Regions from separate parts of the Muntiacus reevesi genome. Here region 1 is linked to region 2. The links are chromatin contacts, called in public Hi-C maps. All regions are on one chromosome and are shown on one strand. Each heading gives the region's core, a stretch centred on a gene start, on an enhancer-like site or on the middle of the called end of the contact. The rest is flanking DNA. Distances are from core to core; before and after follow the strand shown. Region 1 holds the start of SENP2 (SUMO specific peptidase 2). Region 2 holds the start of TBCCD1 (TBCC domain containing 1).

Region 1 (2,700 bases), core at 23-2,522, 910 kb before region 2:
CAGTGTGATGGTAGCCACTGTAGGGTAGCTGGTGGGTCTGGGACTCTAGCGGGTGGCTTGCAGCAGAATCCAGGAACAGTGTTTATTGAGCAAAGGATGATGCTGTACTGAGGAGTGCCTATGTTGAAGTTCAGGCAAGTCTGAAGTCTGACCTTAACTGAATTGAGGATCAGATTAAGGATCAGGTGCATACAGAGACGGATTTTTGTAGGGCATAAAAACTTTTTGAGGATTCTCAGGAGTGTTGGGGGAGGGGACTTGCTTTTCCATTAAAAAGGATGGGTCTTTTTCTGTTGTAGATAATTAACCAGAACTAGGACCTCTAAAAAAGAGAGGGAGAGTAGTTAGTACTCCCTGCCAGCTCTGGGGGCACTAGTAGGCTGCAGATAACTTTTCATCCTTAAGTTTCTGTGAGGCCTTCCTTGAGTTCTGTCCTTCACTTCCATAGCCAACTGTTTTCCTTTCTCTGGTTCCTACTGCACTTTGTACCCACCTTTATCACAGCAGTCAATTATCTTTTTAAAAATTAATTGAAGCGTAGTTTACTTACACCCAATTATCTTGTATTGTAATTTGTAATCATATCTCTCCCAGTAGACCTCAAGGGCGAGGGACTGGCGCTGGTACACAGATCGCGGTTCAAATTCCAGCTATGCCACTAGCTACCTCTTTGACTTTAGATAATTACTTAATCGCTGTATGCCTCGATTTCCTTATTAAAAATAGACACAAAAAGTAAAAAACAGAAATGGACACAAGGCTCCGCATCGCCTGCCGTTGCTGGGAGAAATGAAGGTGACTGCGTGTAAAATACCAGGCATAAACTATGCGCAAAACAAAGGATAGGGTAAATTAGAAGGGGAAAGGCTAGCCACTTCCAGTATTCTGGCTTGGAGAATTCCGTGGACTTATAGTCCATGGGGTCACAAAGAGTCGGATACGACTGAACGACTTTCACTTTCAGTAGCGTAAACATTTGTTAATTAACGTGCACTTAAACATTTACTGATAAACCCCTTGGGTTACCAGGCCTGGAAGCGCTCGCTCTCGCTCGGAGAGCCCTGTGCGGCCTGTGGGCCTTGTCCCGCGGGCAGCCTCAGGACTGGCTCTGCCCAAGAGAAAACCCCGCCCACATCCCTTATGATCTCGTGAGCGATTGGGCCAGGACCAGGCTTACAGGTTGCTAGGCTAGGGAGGTGGAGATCTAGACTGCGCCTGCGCAGACTGAGGGCTAAGATGCTTTCCGGTCGGGCGGGAGGAGGTGACGTCAGGAGCGGGGGCCCGCGGGGGCCGCCTGTAGCCCTGGGGACGTTGTATCTGTGGGCCCTAGGATCGCGTCACAAGTCGGCGACTGAGCTGTGGCGGCGGTGGCCGAGGCAGCGAAGGCGGCAGCGGCGGCGACAGCTCTGGGGTTTGCGTCTCGGGGTGTGTCGGCCGCCGCTGCTGCTTGGGCCTGGTATGTACAAATGGCTGGTTAGGATTCTCGGCACCATTTTCCGTTTCTGTGACCGGCCGGTGCCCCCTGCCAGGGCCCTCCTGAAGAGGCGGCGCTCGAACAGGTGAGAGGAGAGGGGCCCGAGCTACGGCCTGGCTCTCCCCCTTCCCCACCCCGGGTTCGGCTGGCGTAGCGGTGATCCAGCCAGGCAGGCCCCGCTCGGCAGAAACAGGTAGCTGGACGGAGGCGTTAGAGGTGCGGGTCGCGGGTGTCCCGGTGACGTAGTTGCTCTTCGGCGCTGTGCAGATGCGACTCCTGATGATGGAAGGGGCCAGTGATCGGTGATGGTGAATATCTTTTTTGTTAGAGTCCAAGCTGGCTTCTATCAACAAACGGGGTTTTTATCATATTTTGCTGCTCTTAGCTTGAAAACTTTAAGTTGAAGGAATACTGTGTTTGTGTGGCTCATTGTTTACAAAACACACTCCCAAGTGTCATTTGTGCGCGGTAAGTGCAGTTAAGGGAAGTGAACTTCATAGTTTGCGCAAAGCCGTTTTGACCACACTTAACTGTTCTCTTAGCACCAAGACACAGTAGCTGTCTTGTTTGGAAGGCAGCTGTCAGACTTTGCGTGTGTGTGTGTGTGTGTGTGTGTGTGTGTGTGTGTGTGTGTGTGTTTTGCTGGGGAGGGAGGGAGAGTGATCCTGTGCTTTAGCATTAGGGTATGAGAAAAAGATGGTACTTCATTTCTTCAAAAAGATCCCTAATCTATACTCTAAAAGTAAAGTTAAAATTTGGGGGAAATTAAAAGTTGTTCTTAGTATTTGCCTGTTGGTTTGTCCAGTTTCGTAGTGTCTACCACCTTCTTTAAGAATTAATCTAGAGGGGCTTCCCTTCCCTGGTGGCAGAGAGGTTAAAGCTTCTGCCTGCAGTGCGGGAGACCTGGGTTCGATCCCTGGGTGGGGAAGATCCCCCGGAGAAAGAAATGGCAACCCACTCCAGTATTAAAAAAAAAAAAAAGAATTAATCTAGAGAATAAAATACCATACCAATTCTGTACATAACCCCCCCAACTTTTAATGATCAACTGTTAACTTCATTTATTAAGCCTCAAGATCATTAGAGGGTGGTTTCTTGGAGCTTGAGAGAACAAGGTGATTATTTACTCTGTGAGTCTAAGAATGAAGATCATTCATGAATTAGTTGTGGACTAAAAATTCCATCATGTGTTCCAGAGAGGGCAAGGTTTCAACATATTCTTTCTA
Region 2 (2,700 bases), core at 184-2,683:
GTTGAAGCTGAATGATGAGCACATGGGGGTTCACTTACCTATTCTACTTTTATATATGTTAAATGTTTCCACAATAAAAAGTTTAATGTTTTCACTTTTATAAATAATGCTATAATTACCATCTTTCTGCATATATTCTGGCTTGTGATTAATTCCCAGAGAAAATTTTCAAATGTGCACTTGTGAAATGAAGTAATTGACATTTCTCAAGTTCCTGCCATATATGTCCACTGCTTTCCCAAATGATTATATCAAATTTTCCATCAGTTGACCAAGGAATGGTTTTCATTAAGCACGCCTCAGCATTAACTTCACTTTAAAAACCTTCATTTTATGACTGGATGAAAAAAAGTTTTACTGCTATTTTTGTTTGGCACTTGATTCTAAGAAAACTGTGCTTCTTTGGGGAATGCTCTGTTCAAAAAATAACGGACATAAATTAAGTGCTTATTATGTGCCTGGTAGCATTCTAAGTATTTCATGCTCTTCACCTTCTTTCATCCTTACAACCACCTAGAGATACATATGATTACCCCCATTTTCAGATGAGAAAACTGGGGCTTAGAAAACTTAAGGGAATTACTTACCTAAAGTCACATACTTGAGTTGGCAGAGAGCCCTGGACTAGAATTCAAGTCCGTCTGACTTCAGAACTGAGCTACTTACAAATATATACATCAATACTTTAGGAACCCAGTTTTAGGGGAATCTGGAAAGTGGGAGTGAATCCAGAAGAGAATTACCAGAATGAGTTGTCTTAAATGGAGGGCCACGTAGGGGCCAGGTGAAGAATCATGGAAGCATGAACCCCAGAAAGGGTGTGAGAGGGTGGATGACAGCTATCTTTGAAGTCTCTGAGTAAAATCAGACGATGCAAGTTCTGTGAGGAAGATCTTGGTCCGCTCCAGTGTAGTCCACCTGTCTCTAAAGCGAGCAATCAAAAGCTCACTGGAGACGAACCCGCTAGTCTAACCACGAAATTCGAGACGGCTAAATTCATAAACATAAACTGAAGCTCCTTTCCGCTTCAAAAGCTCCCCTGGGATGCCCTGGGATCCTGGTTTTTTAGGAGGGGAGACCGGCGTGAGGCCCAAGGCCGTCCTCCCGAGGCTTCGCCGCCACCTCATCCGCGGTCCGCGGTAGGACGCGGTCCAGGTTGGGACGCGGGATGTGCAGCCTGAGCGCGCCCGGATTAGAGTTCGGGAACAGAGAAGCCCCAGCTGACAGGGTCTGTAGAGGACCCAAGACCTGGCGAGCGCAAAGGCTGTCTTCCCAGCCGGAGCCCGAAGCGAGATGGTCCCTCTCCTCCCTCCCTGGCGCGGGCCGGCGAGCGGTTACCTGCGAAGCCAAGGGGCCGTTCTACTGTACCTCTCAGGGTGCGGCCGTGCCTTGCGCGCCAGACCGGCCCCGCGCTCGTCGCCCACCCCTGCGCAAGCGCGAGGCCTCGCACCACCGAGACCTGGCGCACGACATTGCTAGAGCGGCCCAATACTTCTTCCGCGGTCTGGGAAACACTTGGCTGGCGCCAAGAGTCCTTGATGCTGGAACCTGGAACCAGATCTGGCTGCTTTCTGGAGTCGCGCCATTCTACTCAGGGTAGTAGAAAGTTTTCTATTGCTCCACAGAGCTGTGGTGGGCAACTAGCTGCTGGTAAGGTCAGCACGCTTTCATCAGTAATAATAATGAAAGTGACAGTTAACTTTTATAGAATACTATGAACTGGGCACTGATTAAAGCACCTTAACTTATCTCGGTCTTCCTAAGAGCACTCTAAGTACACTTGTTTTACAGATGAAGAAACTAGGGTTTAGAGAGGTGAAAGTAAACACAGTGACCGAGCAAAGATACAAACCCAGGCTAAATATCTGAAGCGGGAGCGACCAGGGTGAGCTCCTTAACTATTAGCTTTTCCTCCATGTTACTGCCTTTAAGAAGTTTTTTTTTTTTTGGATTTCACCTCGTATAAGAACATCACTCCTTTCTCTAAACTTTGATTTTATGACTTTTGGCCATTTCCTGCTTGCTTAGTTCGTTTATGGCCTCTAGGTGTGGGAGATACAGAGGTAAATAAGACCATAAAATGCAATTTAGCTCCTCTTGCAGGTGGCCTCTCTCCCTTAGTAGGCATCTTCCTGAAAGCAGTAACCTGGTCTCCCTCTTAGCTCTGCACTGTGTCTGGCAGTGTCAGGCACTTGAATTACAGTAGTGAACAAAACACAAAGCCCTTGATTTCTTGGAGTGTATATTTTAATAGGTAGAATAAATGATGCGTTAGGAAAAAATAAAATACTTTCATATGTAAGTGCTACGAAATTTGGGGAAAGGAGTGAATACCAAACCTGAGCTGAGACCTGAAGAATAAGAAGCCAGCACAGGAAGATCACAGTCAAAGCGACTTTTACACCGTAGCAGACTCTGTTCTAAGCTGCAGTCTTAAACAGCTGTTAAGAGAACAGTCCAGATTCATGCTCTCATGAAACTGGCATTCTAGTATGTGTGAATGTTAGGAGCAGGGATGAAAATAATAAAATAAAACAGGGCAGTGTAAGAACAGAGGTTCAACAGTTGCTAATTTTGTTTGCTTGGTCAAGGAAGTCTTCTATAAAGTGGTGACTTTAAGCTGTTATCTGAGTTTAAAAAGGAGTACCCATGTTAGGATCTGAGGGAAGAGTGTTTCAGGCAGAAAACAACTAGAATAAA

What was found. A called contact is a pair of places that touch in the nucleus more often than the background predicts.
Region 1: a contact with region 2 is called in a Hi-C map of muscle, with 4 times the contacts expected there. The contact joins the promoter of SENP2 here to the promoter of TBCCD1 in region 2. A contact is called at or near these places in 2 of 3 Hi-C or Micro-C datasets (blood and muscle).

The regions. Positions count from the first base shown.
Region 1 is chr8:59,602,675-59,605,374 of mMunRee1.1, reverse strand. SENP2 (SUMO specific peptidase 2) reads left to right here and starts at 1,272. Exons shown (of 17, transcript XM_065942272.1): 1 at 1,272-1,559. The coding sequence starts at 1,459.
Region 2 is chr8:58,693,368-58,696,067 of mMunRee1.1, reverse strand. It overlaps TBCCD1 (TBCC domain containing 1), which reads right to left and starts at 1,433. Exons shown (of 7, transcript XM_065942884.1): 1 at 1,339-1,433.